Linked DNA regions of Mus musculus: all the other regions are linked to region 1. The links are chromatin contacts, called in public HiChIP or PLAC-seq and promoter capture Hi-C maps. All regions are on one chromosome and are shown on one strand. Each heading gives the region's core, a stretch centred on a gene start, on an enhancer-like site or on the middle of the called end of the contact. The rest is flanking DNA. Distances are from core to core; before and after follow the strand shown. Region 1 has its middle 33 kb from the start of Mir6420. Region 2 has its middle 160 kb from the start of Fbxl17. Region 3 has its middle 180 kb from the start of Fbxl17. Region 4 has its middle 65 kb from the start of Fer. Region 5 holds the start of Fer (fer (fms/fps related) protein kinase).

Evidence for each region. Promoter capture Hi-C pulls out the DNA fragments that hold promoters and counts their contacts. HiChIP or PLAC-seq counts read pairs in DNA pulled down with a chosen protein or histone mark.
Region 2: a CTCF HiChIP or PLAC-seq map of the NIH/3T3 cell line shows a contact between it and region 1, with 7 read pairs. The contact joins two enhancer-like sites. A contact is called at or near these places in 1 of 15 datasets of contacts at CTCF or cohesin (the NIH/3T3 cell line) and 1 of 115 datasets of contacts at active chromatin or transcription factors (the NIH/3T3 cell line).
Region 3: an H3K27ac HiChIP or PLAC-seq map of embryonic fibroblasts shows a contact between it and region 1, with 6 times the contacts expected there. The contact joins two enhancer-like sites. A contact is called at or near these places in 1 of 15 datasets of contacts at CTCF or cohesin (the NIH/3T3 cell line) and 2 of 115 datasets of contacts at active chromatin or transcription factors (the NIH/3T3 cell line and embryonic fibroblasts).
Region 4: a FOXA1 HiChIP or PLAC-seq map of pancreatic cancer cells shows a contact between it and region 1. The contact joins two enhancer-like sites. A contact is called at or near these places in 1 of 484 Hi-C or Micro-C datasets (the HL-1 cell line), 2 of 115 datasets of contacts at active chromatin or transcription factors (the NIH/3T3 cell line and pancreatic cancer cells) and 1 of 9 other capture datasets (embryonic stem cells).
Region 5: a promoter capture Hi-C map of cranial neural crest shows a contact between it and region 1. The contact joins the promoter of Fer here to the enhancer-like site in region 1. A contact is called at or near these places in 3 of 39 promoter capture datasets (the C10 cell line, cranial neural crest and hippocampal neurons) and 2 of 115 datasets of contacts at active chromatin or transcription factors (astrocytes and bone marrow-derived macrophages).

What each region holds. Positions count from the first base shown.
Region 1 is chr17:64,406,361-64,409,075 of GRCm38.p6, forward strand. No RefSeq gene overlaps it. Among named protein-coding and RNA genes, the nearest start is that of Mir6420, 33 kb to the right of the region's middle. Within about 2 kb of position 1,406, at least 63 of the 459 cell types and tissues checked have an H3K27ac peak or open chromatin away from gene starts, as enhancers often do. A contact at or near this core is called in the HL-1 cell line, the NIH/3T3 cell line, embryonic fibroblasts and 1 more, where this site is marked.
Region 2 is chr17:63,659,613-63,662,327 of GRCm38.p6, forward strand. No RefSeq gene overlaps it. Among named protein-coding and RNA genes, the nearest start is that of Fbxl17, 160 kb to the left of the region's middle. Within about 2 kb of position 1,374, at least 75 of the 459 cell types and tissues checked have an H3K27ac peak or open chromatin away from gene starts, as enhancers often do. A contact at or near this core is called in the NIH/3T3 cell line, where this site is marked.
Region 3 is chr17:63,677,127-63,679,841 of GRCm38.p6, forward strand. No RefSeq gene overlaps it. Among named protein-coding and RNA genes, the nearest start is that of Fbxl17, 180 kb to the left of the region's middle. Within about 2 kb of position 1,310, at least 51 of the 459 cell types and tissues checked have an H3K27ac peak or open chromatin away from gene starts, as enhancers often do. A contact at or near this core is called in the NIH/3T3 cell line and embryonic fibroblasts, where this site is marked.
Region 4 is chr17:63,797,824-63,800,538 of GRCm38.p6, forward strand. No RefSeq gene overlaps it. Among named protein-coding and RNA genes, the nearest start is that of Fer, 65 kb to the right of the region's middle. Within about 2 kb of position 1,383, at least 50 of the 459 cell types and tissues checked have an H3K27ac peak or open chromatin away from gene starts, as enhancers often do. A contact at or near this core is called in the HL-1 cell line, the NIH/3T3 cell line and pancreatic cancer cells, where this site is marked.
Region 5 is chr17:63,862,656-63,865,370 of GRCm38.p6, forward strand. Fer (fer (fms/fps related) protein kinase) reads left to right here and starts at 1,326. Exons shown (of 19, transcript NM_001037997.3): 1 at 1,326-1,400.

The sequences.
Region 1 (2,715 bases), core at 156-2,655:
AGATTATTGTCACTTGACTCTTCTACATAAGCTTGTGTTGAGCCTCTCACATCGGGAAGAAAACATCTCTCATGCAAATGCTATCTTAAATTACAGGAGTAGCTAGCTTAGCTTAAAACTTTCAGAAAATAGTGTTCGCTTTTATATTATATTATATTATATTTTATTTTATTTTAAAGTGTGTATGTCTTCAGGTGTCCATAGATTCTAGAGGCTTTAGACCCTCCGGAAACTGGAGGTACAGGGGGTTTTGAACCACCCAAGTGATGCTGGCAACTGAACTCAGGTTCTCTGGAAGAGCAGAACAGATCCTGATCTTAATCTCTGAGCCATCTCTCCAGCCCCAACATTGATTATTATTTCTCATTAATTATTATTTTTACAGGTATGATGATCCTTTTTAAATACCATTTCATTAAAAAAAAAAAAAAAAAAAAAACAACCTTCATTTACTCTGTTTTACTTCCATAGGCCAAGCATGTGCCCTGGCAGTCGTTTCTTTTTGTTTCCTGTTTCTGGGCCCTCCCTTCATCCCTGTTCCCCAAGTGACTCTTCCCTTCCTTCTGCATGTACCATGCACCAACCATATGGAGTCTCACAAATAAATCCTCTGAATTAAGAGAAACTTTGTCAGGGATTCTTTAGTTGCACCCTAGGGACGATGACTGGGATTTTACGGCTTGGGTTTCCCTTTAAGAGCATTGCTATAAAAGAAAATGGTCCTGAATCATAACTTGTGCTTCTCCTCAGCTTACAGAACTCCTTCGGCAGAACGATCTCTACAGGAAGAATCTCAAATAGGCACCTAATAAAAGAAATTCAGCTCACATTAAAATACTAGAATACCAGATGGTGGAGTTTAAGCATTATTCAACTACTGTTTATCCTACCCAGAGCTCATTTTAAATTCAACATTTTTTGAGAATTATTCATGGAGCCACAGTTGTATTTCATGCAGATAACAAGCTGAGTATGGAGTGAATCACCAGAATGCACCCATCAATTCCATACTTCCTTGGTTATTGTTAATTCAGATTGCAACTATTAGTTAAAGTTGAGAGGCTTTTTGAAGCAAATCAACATCAAACAGTCGTGGGCAATAATTGGTTCAGCAATCTGTGGGGAGGGCAAATCATTAAACTTTACAGGGTGGAAGAATTCGCCAAAGGACGCAAGGCTCCATCTGCCAGAGCCCGAGCACACAACTGTTTGCTGAGTGTGTCTCTTCCTCTGTAGGAGCCTGCCCACTGAGTAGGCAGTGTTTCTTGCTTTCCTCTAATGTCTGTGGGGTAACTTTTAACCGGACGTAAAAGACAAGCTCATCTCCCACACTTCTCCATGTGAATCGCTGGGAAATCAAACACAAAAGGCGTCTCTGAGCACATCACAAGCTCCAGTGATAAGTCATGATCTCAGCATCACGGCACTTGTAGACTGCCAAGCTCCTCAGCCCGACGCCTGCCTCTGCCACACAGCTGTATTTTATTCACATCATTCTAGAGAAAAAGAAGCTCCCCTGCTTCAAGTTACTAAGGGAAATATTAGGAGACCTTTTAAAAGAACAACACCCGTGCTGTTGCTAACAGCCAGTGCTTTGACAGCTGGAAGCATTTTTCACTCCACGTTTAAAATTAATCTGAATGAAAAAGGTTGAATTCAGCGTGACACATCTTCAGTGCCTATAAAAGCTTTTATATGGAGGAAGAGAGGGCTTAAAAAAAATCTCCTTCTGATTTTGTTCTTGAACCTTCCAAATTTCGACAGCAATGGAAGTTAGAGGCTTGCTGCCACCCCGCAGCTCAGTGTGGCTGTCTACTGCTGGCACTTACTGGGTGTCAGAATGCTGTGCTGGGAAACTCACTTCCATTTATCTTTAGCACCTGCATCGACCCTGCAGAGACTCCCTAGCTCACCCATAGGGCAACACCTCAGAAAAGTTAGCAGTGCAGGCCAGAATCACAACATGGCACCACCTCACATCAGGAGTGTATTATGTTCTTCCTACTGCAACATTGGTTGCTCCCTTGGGCATAGTAGATGTGAGACCGTGTGAGGAAGTTTATAGTCACACTTTAAACTGATATTCCAGAGATGAAACCATAATATATTTTTTTCAAGACACCCAATACAAAGCATCGTCTTAGGATACATCTTGATGCCCAAACCCGCTCTCTTCCAGTTTGTGAGCTCAGCCGCAACACCAGCAGTCAGTGGTCCTCAACCTCCCTGAGGTTGTGAGCCTTTGATACAGTTCCTCGTGTTGTGGTGGCCCGCCCCCATCATAAACTCATTTTGTTGCTATTTCATAACTGCAATTTTCCCATTGTTATGAATCATGATATAAATATCTGATATGTAGGCTATCTGATATGCAACCCCTGGGGGTGGGGGTGGGGGTGGGTGGGGGAGGTTGGGACTCACAGGTTGAGAATAGCTGCCTGACAGAAATCTGTTTCCTGTAGTAAATGAAATGAGTTGATAAATCCTAAAACATTCCCATGGGAAGGCAAATGCCGATGGCTTCAATGAAAGTCTTCTAACATCCAAGGGATCCTTTCCGTGTCTTGCACTCCTCATCTGTACGGGAAATGATTACAGAATCTCATCATGGGAGGGGATGGTTCTTCATGGATGAGCCTGGCCTTTCTGTGTGCCAGGAGAGCAGAGGCCCCGATCGCCTCTATCCTACATGGTAAATAGCCTTGGAGGTTTTAC
Region 2 (2,715 bases), core at 124-2,623, 750 kb before region 1:
GGAAGAAGCTTCAGGGTGGGTGGAAAGCTGGCAAGGATCCTGGGATGGAGGGTCCTTGGTTGTCCCCACCCTGATTGTGGTGGTTTGACTAAAAATGGCCCCCAATAGGCTCATATTCTTGAATGCTTAGTCATCTAGGAGAGAGACTCCTTGAGAAGGATTGGGAGGTGTGTCCTTGTTGGAGGAGGTGTGTCACTGGGGGGTGAGTTTTGGGGTTTCAAAAGCACAAGTTCAGGCCCAGTGTCATTCTCTTCCTGCTACCTGCATATCTGGAAGTAAAACTCTCAGCTCCTTATTCAGTGCCATGTCAGCCTGCATGCCACCATGGACTGAACCTCTGAAACTATAAGCATGTCCTGATTAAATGTTTTCTCTTACGATGGTTGCTGTGGTCATGGCATCTCTTCACGGCAACTGAACAGTGGTTGAAACAGAAGTCTGATCTTCCCTTACTTGCTTATTTCTGCAAAATAAGGTGTGTCCTCTTTCTTCGTTAGACCCTCACACACTTGTGTTCTGTTTTGTGTTGCTCTCAGTGCTATTCCCTAATATTTCCATAGTATTCTGCCCAGCTACATATTCTGCTGCATACTTTACATCATTGTGTCTAACTTTCACAAATGTAGAGTAAACATTCTGTTCCCATTCTACCAGTAAGAGGGGTTAGGCAACTTGCCAAGGCCACATAACAGGTTGAAGGTGATGTCAGGATACAAACCAAGGCTCTCAAAACCCAACACCATCTAGCCATGTCTGTGGGTTCTGAAAATCGCAGAGAAAACATGATTTGTCATCAGTAGGAGAAGGAAGTGTGCATGTTGGAAATATACTCCTCATCTGTCAGATATTTACACGAGACAATGCACTGTGTTAATAGCTGGGTTCTATGTGTTTTCTCTGCCTTTTCTTTCTTCTTCTTTTCTTTTTTTTTTTGGTTTTCTGAGACAGGGTTTCTCTGTGTAGCCCTGGCTGTCCTGGAACTCACTCTGTAGACCAGGCTGTCCTCAAACTCAGAAATCCGCCTGCCTCTGCCTCCCAAGTGCTGTGTGCCACCACTACCCAGCCCACTGACCTTTTAGTTTTGACACTTCTTTTTGTACCTCTCCTCTGTCTAGTAACAAAACAATGGGATTGCTCAAGTACCATTCCTACACCTCCCTCTGAGGCACTGTTGTTGACCATGTCTCAGGAACTTACATCTTCCAAACCTTTCTTCCAAGACTCATAAGTCCAGCTGACTACATCCCATGGTCTTGCTTTTCCCAGGGACTTTTCATATCAAACGTCCTTGGAGCCAAGCTAGTTGGACTACTCACTATTCGTTCGCCTACACTTGGAAGCCCCAGTTCTCTCCAGTGTTCTACATGTTGCAGATGTTGCCTCTTCCTGTTATACAAGCTGGAAATCTGGGAGCAATCTTCCTAATGTCCTCGTCTAGTTCATGACAAATACTATTAGTCTTTTCTGGGCGACTGACCAAGTTTTGTAACTGATCCACCCACCCACATCCATTCCGCATCCGTTACCATTTCTCTTTCCTTTTGCAGCCTAAGTAAATGTTTTTGAAAAGTATAGCTGACTACATCAGCATAATTCCTTCCTTCTTTTCTTAGCCTCAGCTTACACCAAAAATACCCTTACAGTTGTATCAGCCAGAATTACATCAAGAACTTGGCGGGGCTGCTGGAGAAAGGGTTCAGTTGTTAAGAGAACAAACTGTTCTTCCAGAGGACCCGAGTTTAGTTCGTAGTACCCACGTTGGGCAGCTCACAAGTACCAGTAACTCCTTCTCCAGGGTATATGACATCCTCATCTGGCCGCCCTTGGTACTGCAGTCATATGCGCACACTCTTGCCTTGCCCCCTACACACGCAAAGTGTGATGAAAAATAATACGTTTAAACCCTAATTAGAGAAATAGAATTATCAAGTAGAATAACTAGAGGACTTAGTATTAATGTTAATTCTGTTAATAGTGTTAATGAGATACTAGGATCGCCCAATGACTAGATGTATGTGGGCAGGAGATGGCAGCTGTATGCAGATGTTAACCCACAGAGCTGTGGCCAAGATGACCTTTCAGGGAAGGGGCTTGGGAAACACATACTGAGGCCCATTCAACTCACAGGCAGTCTGCTGCTCACTCCATCCTCCACTGGCTTACTCCTCATGGCCGGCTCCGTCTGCTTTCTAACAGCACCCAGGATGACCAGTCCGGAAGTGGCCCCACCCCCAGAGGGCTGGTCCCTCCCACATGACTCCTTAGTTAAGAAGAATTTCTCCAGGCTTGTCCACAGCCTGGCTTTATGGAGGGAATTTCTCAACTGAGGTTCTCTCCTTTTGGATAATTTTAGTTATGTCAGGTTGATATAAAACTAGCCAACACGCAGGGTTCTAGTTGCGTGTACCAGTACAGTAAAACACTACTTTACTACAATCAGACCTCCTCATGTCTGTACTAGTTAACCAATTCCGAATTATCCCTTCTTCCTAAGCCTGACCTAACCAATTCAGGGCTGATTCCGCAGCCCCACCCCTTCATTTCTTCAGCATCTTGCTGCTTCCCTGCAAGCAAGCTGCCTTTCCTGTCTGTGTTCTAATGAGGGGAAAACATCCTAGCTGTTTCTCTTTTTTGAAACAATTAAGCATATGCTGTCATTCTCTATTTTAAAACCACAAAAAAATAATAATAAATTCATGAAACCGAAGACTATCA
Region 3 (2,715 bases), core at 60-2,559, 730 kb before region 1:
CTAGAGAATCGTCTTCTGGGTAGACTGTTACAACTCTTCAGATCCTACTCTGCTTTGCTGTGGAGTGGAAGTGGAGCGCAGGCACCAGAATAAAAGCTACTTTGGGGCCTGCAAGGTGGCTCCGTGGGTAAAAGCACTCACTGCCAAGGCAGCTGGCCAGAGTTCAATTCCCAGGATCCACGCTATGGAAGGAGAAAAGTGGACTGCCATAAACTGTCCTCTGAACTCCCACACACTCGCCCGCATCCAACACATGCACACAAATAATAAACAAACAAATAAATAAACAAATAAATAAATAAACTTAATGTTAAATTAAAAAAAAAACCATTACCATTGTTAGGAGTTGATTGACACCTTGAAAATTCAACAATGGAGAGTAATCAATGCTTTGCTTCTGATACTTAAATCCTGCTCCAAGCACTGCCTAGATTGTCTCACTAGACTCAGATCTGTGTACCCGTCTCATGTGTTCTAGCGCAACACTTGACTAGAGTATTGTCCAACCAAACAGTTGGCCTCAGTGTACTCCAGAAATATTTCCTGGGAAGTTTCATTCACTTTATTTTGTTCAGATCAAGGCCAAGCACGCTAACCCCTCTTAAACACTGGTGACTTGTCCTGCTGTGATTTTATGTCCCACCTTGATCATGCCATTTGGGGTCCCTCCCCTTCTCACAGGGATCTCTTAAGAGGACTTGGTGGACAGCACAAAAGATGACATTTACTCATTATAAATGTACATTGTAGTTCTTACTGCAGTCAAGTGCCTGTGACAATAATGCCTTAAACTGATTCATGATACATGCCACTAACATGTTCTTCATATTTGTATTACGTATGAAAACATCAAACACTATCTGGGAGATTTTGTTTCTATTCCCTCTTTTTTATTTTTATTTTTCAGTTGTCTGGTGAAGCATGTTCCCCATCCTGCTGTGATATTCTCCCCTGTCCACCCAAGATCCTCTGTTTATTTGTCCTCTCAATCCTTAGGAATTTGGAGACAGGAAGCTTGCTACAGGAGATAGAAGCCACGGGGTATCTACAGTGGTTATTTTTCTTCTTATGAGTGGAATGAAGTTGGGTCTTATCTCTCTGAAGGAACTCATAAATCTCTGGATACAATGAGCTCTAGTCTGGGAAATAAACCAAAAATTTTAATTTGGACTTTTTAAATGCTGCACTTCAGTGGTCCAAAGAAAATAACGAGTCACATATTTTCAAATACTGTAATGTGATTTATATACACCATTGTAATCTGGACACAGACTCAAGACACATGCAATCCCTCTGCTCCCTGGAGGCCCTTAGTGATGACATCACTTGCTAAAAAGTTGACAGGGAGAATCTCGAAGAATGTAGTGGAAAACCCCCAGCTGCATCTGCAATTGGTTATGAAACTCACAAAGATCAGATGTTTGTTATACTAGGAAAGATGACTACATCTTTGTGGGATTTGAGAGACTCTCTTGCTGTTACCACAAAAGATGTTAGGTCCTGCTCTGTCTACTTAAAGGCCCAGACTTTGAAATTTAGTAACAAGGGTCTAAGCTTGGGGACTTACCACTACCTTTCTGGCAAGAGTAGGGGCTAAAGTATATAGTGATAAAGGGGAAAATCCTACCCCTTGCCGCTAACCAACTCCCTTCACTCTCACAGTGAAGAGATTAGTGAAACTGAAGAAGATCTGTTCAAAGCAGATTTCGGCAGGCAGGCCATCTATGGAGACCATACAGCATAGAGAGAAGATCCCTATGTGCTGTTGTTCCCTGTGTTGGGTCTAGAGCCTTGACCACTATGTGCATTGAGAACCTGGGAAAGTTTCAAGAGGTGCCAGGGGTGCCAGAGAGAATGGCCTCGTCCCTCACTGGATGTTTTGTTCTGGAGAGCTGGCTCCATCTCTCATTGCTGGCGGCTCTCGGGAGAATGGGCCCTGAGCCTCGCCAGTCAGCACAGTAGAGCTGGCCCTGGTGGAGGGATTGCAGGTGAACCAGCCCCAAGGGTGAGGGCACTTGTCTGCGGTGAGATGGCATGGGTGCGTTGTGATGCTCTTTCCCCTCCCCCTCACCGTGACCTGTAGTAACTGGGAGGGCTGGCCCCGGGGTCACTAGAGAGGACGTCTATCCAGCGCTGCCCCATCACTGGCTGTGGGACTTGGGAGAGTGGGCCCTGCACAGATGACGGACAGGCCCAGCTGGATTAACCCTTGTACTTTGAGAAGGTTGAATGTTAGGCGTCCACCTGAAGATAAGGGCAGATTTTTGAGCAGGAGAAATGAGCTCTCCCTAATGGAACTGTTCAAGGTTACCTTAACAGTCCCCTTCTGAAAAGATAACTCTAGTACCATCTATGAAGTAGACTGAACTTGGGGAATAGATATATTTCTACTTGAAAATCCAGGGATTGATTCCTGAAGCTGTTCACCAGAAGGGACTAGTATGAAATTGGAGTTTCCATCAAACCTTCATGTATAGTCCCCAGGTAAGTATGCTAACTTTGAAGGATTTAAAAATATTTAAAAAGAACCAATCCCTCCACTCCCCAGACTAGTGCTTTTCTTGCCAACTGAGGCTATAGGTACAGAGAACCTATTATTTACTTTATGGAAGCCCAACTTGTCAATAAAAAAGACTATGGCCAATGAGCTGAGACAGGAAATAGGAGATGGAACATGAGAGAGAGAGAGAGAGAGAGAGAGAGAGAGAGAGAGAG
Region 4 (2,715 bases), core at 133-2,632, 610 kb before region 1:
TGGAGGGTACTGGCAACTTGGTGAAGCAGTGGTTTTCCATCATCAGTTTACAGTAGTTGTACCTGTCCAGCTGGAAGGGTGAATAAACTGGCTTCCCCTTTCTCTCTCTCCTCATCTAACTCTCCTCTATGAAACTTTCTCTCTGCCCATGAAGTCGAGAAGGCGCCAAGAATTTTGAGAAACATGTTCAAGTATCCTTGGCTTTTCTTTTGCTCCCCAAACAGAAATCAAATCCATGTCCACTTCTATAACTAATGGTCTTTGTTGGAAAAGGAATTGTGTATAATTATATATATTTAATAATAATAAATTTCATATAAGGCATCATAACTAACTTCATAATAAAAAATATGGGTTCAATTAGGTTTTGTTTTTCTTCTTCTTTTATCCAGTTCAGAACTCCAGCCCAGGGGGAAGGTGCTGCCCACAGCCAGAGTGGGCCTCCCTCCTCAGTTAAACCTTTTTGGAAGAACCATCTCAGACATGACCAGAAGTGGTCTTCTAGGTGATCTTAAACCTAGTCAAGCTGACAGTAGTGACCTTCACAGCCACTCCCACCACCTACAAACCCATACATAACAGGGGTGTGTGCGCATGTCCACACACACACACACACAACACACACACATCTGCTTAATTTGAAAAGAAGTCAGAGAATCTGATTCCTCTTAGCCTTTGGTGTTTTACTAAATTCTTCTAAAACTAGATGTGATGGCTCCTGTCCAGCGCCTTGGGAAGCGAAAACAGAAGAACCTGAAGTTTCATGCCTGTACATGAGAGGGCGGGGGAGAGGAGGAGGGAAGGCAGAGAGCTCTTTTAAGGTTTAGAATGGGATAGAGGATACTGCAGAAATGCTAACACCTTATATGAATATCATTCCATACTCACTTTTAAGAATGTGCTCTCATTTAAGATCCAATACGCACTCTTAGAAATATTTAAGAAGGAAGGCCGTGTTTTATTTACATGGGATTATCTTTGAGTTCACCAGTTGCGACTGCATAGACTTTTTAGAAAATTATATAAAGTGTTTGAGGTAATTCCATCCCTTTTACTCTCTTAACAAAGAAACTCTAGGGATATTTCATGTATGTTTTTTAAAAAGTTATTAAGTAGATATATCAAGAGATTCCATGTGGAATATAAACTCATCACCTGCTCTTATTACATCAGTCTGTGGGCTTTGCTTCTATTTTTCTAAATCCCATATTAACTGCTATATATCATAAGCATTAGCTCAATCAAGAAGATTTTTTCTTAAAGGAAGCAGAGAAAATTGCCATGGCTGAAACCAAATGACTCCAACAGGAATGTTAGGAAGGCGTGCCAAGGAGATCACTCACTATGATTCACTCGCCCTTGTGGGAGATCATCATAGTGAGGAGATCACTCACTATGATTCACTCACCCGTTATCTGATAAAGATAATTTGAGTCAAGGGTGGAGTTCAGAGTGAAAGCAACCAAGAATTTATACTCAATTTTGCTGCTGCTGCTGCTATGGCCCCATGCACATTCCGGTGAGCTTATTGTATGGACATACACCCCTATGCTCAAGGCCACCAATCATAGCAGATCCCCCACAGTGTCATCTTTGACAGCTGGCCCCGTGCACATATGAGACCCAACTATTAACCACACAACACCACACACCATCACACACAAATCTCAGAAGCAGGTTCTAGACTGGTGTTCGACTTTGTTTCTTTATATGTTAACTAGAAGAACAGTGGAGAGATTCATCTGGCACAGAATTTTATTATTACAGTCACTATCCTGATGGGTTTCCTATTGAAGCCAAAAAGAAATAGTTCACTAAAGTACTTGCAATGATAAGCACTATCTGGAGAAAAAAATTATTAAAATAATATTAAAATCTAAAATGAATTCTATCTTGTGGATTTGGGGGAGTTGCTAATTTTTTTCAATAACACAATGGAAATGTCAGGAAGAATTTGCTCTCTAAGCTGATTCTGAATCACGGCCAGTCTGACCAGCTCATGACTGAGTGACACTCAGTTAAATGGGTCTGTGGCCCCACTTACTCCATAAGTGGGTAGGTCGGCACTTAGGATACCTCCTGTTAAAGCAATGGGGCTGAAGACACGCAGCAATGCTTAATGCTTACTGTTCTTCCAGAGGATGTAAGTTGGGTTCTGAGCACCCATGTCAGGCAACTCAAAACCACTTCTAGCTCCAGTTCCAGGAGATCTGAAACCTCTTCTGGCCTGTTCAGGTATTTGTATACACACACACACACACATAAAAATAGGAATAAATCAAAGAAAAACAAAAACCATACTAGTTGAATATGCTGGTGCATACCTATAATCCTAGAATTTGGGAAGCTAAGGCAGAAAAATCAAGAGATGTAGCCAGTCAACACTATCTCAAAGCAAAACAAGAAAAATGCATTGCCGTGGGACAGGCCAGACCCAGCACATAGTAGGAGCTTTAGACACCTAACCTCAAACTAAGCACATGCCACCGAGCATTGTCTCCATCGCTGGCTACCTAGATCGGAAAGTCCAAGTGAACAGCTGACGTGGTGTCATTTCCCAGGGCACACTTTGACACATCTCTTTTCAACCCTCGGAGTCCCTAAACACTCCCCGAGTCATACTTCCAGAAAGTCAAAACTGAGTTTTTACCCAGGCTAGGACCAGGACCTCTGGTGGTCTAGCCAGGGCAGGGAGAGTGTTATTTCTCCAGGGGT
Region 5 (2,715 bases), core at 76-2,575, 540 kb before region 1:
CTGAGGTTCATCTAAGGTTTCAAGTGCTCTAACAACGATTCACAACTCTTGTGCATTCCACGTTCTTGAAAAAGATATTCCTGGACCATAAATCTGACAAGAGAACTTTATAATTGTTTTCTGAGAAAAAGGGGGAGAGACTCTCATCCATTTTCAACTGTAAGATATCTGTGTCCTTAAAGTATGTTTTGGTTTCTTGGTCTTTGAAACTGACTTAAGTGAATAACCATTTAGAATTTTAAAAAGTATTAATTCTTCTTTGGCTCTAATCTAACTCAAAGGTTTAAGGGTGGGAGGGGAAATGGAGCTGTCAGACTTGTTGCAGGCGACGAATGTGAATGTGGCTGAGCTCACGTACAAGAGGACACTGCCTTAAAAAGCGTGCTACAGCAATCCCGAGAGTGACGCTCCATGAACACCTATCACAGAGCTCCAGATCACCTACTAAGATCTGTTCAGGTCCACCTTACTCCTGTTTTGTACCAAATTGGCAAAGGAGCGCTTCGGAAAACAGCCCTCACTGGAAGAACACATCAGTTTAGGCCCTCGCTTTCTAGACTTTCCTAGAGGTAAGTACTTTCGAGGGGACCGCTCCCAGGACTCGCGGCTCTCTTTGCAGAGCATCCTCATGTTTCCAGAGAATGTCAGCTCGTTAGCGTCTGACACTGCAGGCACAGGAGCGGGAAAGGCAGTTCTGAGCACACCGCAGAAACGCAAAGCCGATTTAAAGGAATCCACGTTACAGCACACGCAAGCAGAGCGCGGGAAGGTAGAGTTCGCTGCACAGCCAGCTCGGGGTGGGAAGGAGAGCCGGCCCTCGCCGGTCCCCCGCGGGCGCTCCACGTTTCGTCACACCTCCTTTCCGGCAGGGCCGCGGGGCTGACCCTTCCGGGCGGCCTCAGCTTATCACCCGGACAGGCTACTTCCCGGCTTTGGCCCCGCGAGTCTCCGGAGTTTCCTGTCAGGCTCCCTCGGTCTCCGCGCCCATCCCACCGCTCAGGCCGACGGCTGGGCTCGGAGAAGCGGGATCTTCTACGCGAGAGACCGCAAGAACAAGCTTCGACGGGAAACAGCACGCAGGGCGGTGGCCACGGCCCACGCCTCCTCACGCCCGCAACTCCAGCCTCCGCCCACTCGCTGAGCTCCGCCCCTCGCGGGTCCGAGCCAATGGGCCGCGCCCGCCTCCTGGGAGGTTGTAGAAGAGGGGGTTGGGGCCGGTGGCAGCGCCCGCCCCTTGCTCCTTCTCATTGGCTAAACTCTCGGGGTGCCCGGAGACCGGAGTGTAGCGGGATTGGCTGTCGAGCCTCGCAACGGTGGCGCCTATTGGCTGGAGCAGTCCCCGTGACGCCGGGTGGCGACTGGCTCCCGGGTCTGAGGGGCTTCTGCTTGTCAGGTTCTAGGTAGGTGCGTTTCACGCCGCCGTCCGTAGGCACCGTTGCCCGGGGCAACGCCCCGGGAGGTGGGAAGGAGGCCGGAAGGCGAGCGCAGCGCGGGGGTAACCGTTCCCGCCTGCAGGGGGGCGCCGGGCTTTTGGCCCAGCGGACGCGGGCTGTGCGGAGGCGCTTCCTCTGCCCTCAGCCAGCTCGGTCCCCTGCCGGGGCTGCGGGGTCACACTCGCCTCATCCTACCCGCGCGACGGAACGTTCCGGGTTGGGCTTGGGTCCGGGCTGCTCACCCGGCCCGCCAGGCCCGCCCCTCCTACCCGCCCGGGACCCGGAGGCTGAGGGGGCGGTGCCGGCCGTGGCGGGCGCTTGGCCCCGCCCCGTCGCGGGTCGCGGGTGTGCGGGGCGTGGGGCGGGGTTGGGAGCTGCTGCGGTGGGGAGCCCGCACCCTTTCCCTTCTTGCGCTCCTCCGACGCTCGCCCACGGTGCCCACACCCCTTCTGGTCTCCTCACCCGTCGCCGCCCTCTCCTGTGGCACCCAGCCCCGAGAGTTCCCGCAGCCCCTTTCATCAGGACCCTCTGACCCTGTGTCGCCTCGCTTCAGCTTCACGTCCCACTGCCCCTTTGGTTCAGGGCAGCCTTTCAGAAGTCCGGCCCAGGGAGACTTCTGGAGGCATCTGGACTTGTCAGGGGTGATTTTTTCCCTAAGGGCTTTTTAGGGGTCTGAGGTATTTGGAGGCACCTTTGTGTCTTCCTTGGACTCCTCTTAAGATCAGCCCTCCGAAAGGAGTTCATGAGATTAGTTTTGGTAAGAGCTAGGGCTCCTTTGAACAATTAAGTTTCCATGAGGTGGTCGCTTGGAACTCTGTGCATTTGTGATTTTTGTTGGGCATGCCATTGCAATTTCAGTTTGTTCGGGCAGCCTTTCATTTTCAATATCTTATGACGTAAGAGCAATGAGGCTTTTGATACTTTTACTTCGGAAGAAGCTGTATATATTCACAATGGTCTCACGGTCACCCTAACATATGCTACTCCAACATGTACAGGAGTTTTCAGGCATTTTTCAGAAAGAACCTTCTCAACCTGAAGTCACCGTATATAAACGTCTGATGTCAGAGAATCTAAAGATAAGGCCCACAGTATTTTAGTGGTTAACATCTAAAAAATACTTTGCAGTCCATCTGTGAAATAAGAACAGGTTTAAAGGAAAAGTATTGCAAAATACATGGTGTGGTTTAGGGACTATTTATATACACACCTGTGTAGGCTTTATAATGGTGTGTGGAAGAGCCAAAGGATGTAAAAAGGTTGAGTGTCCCTTTTACAGCCA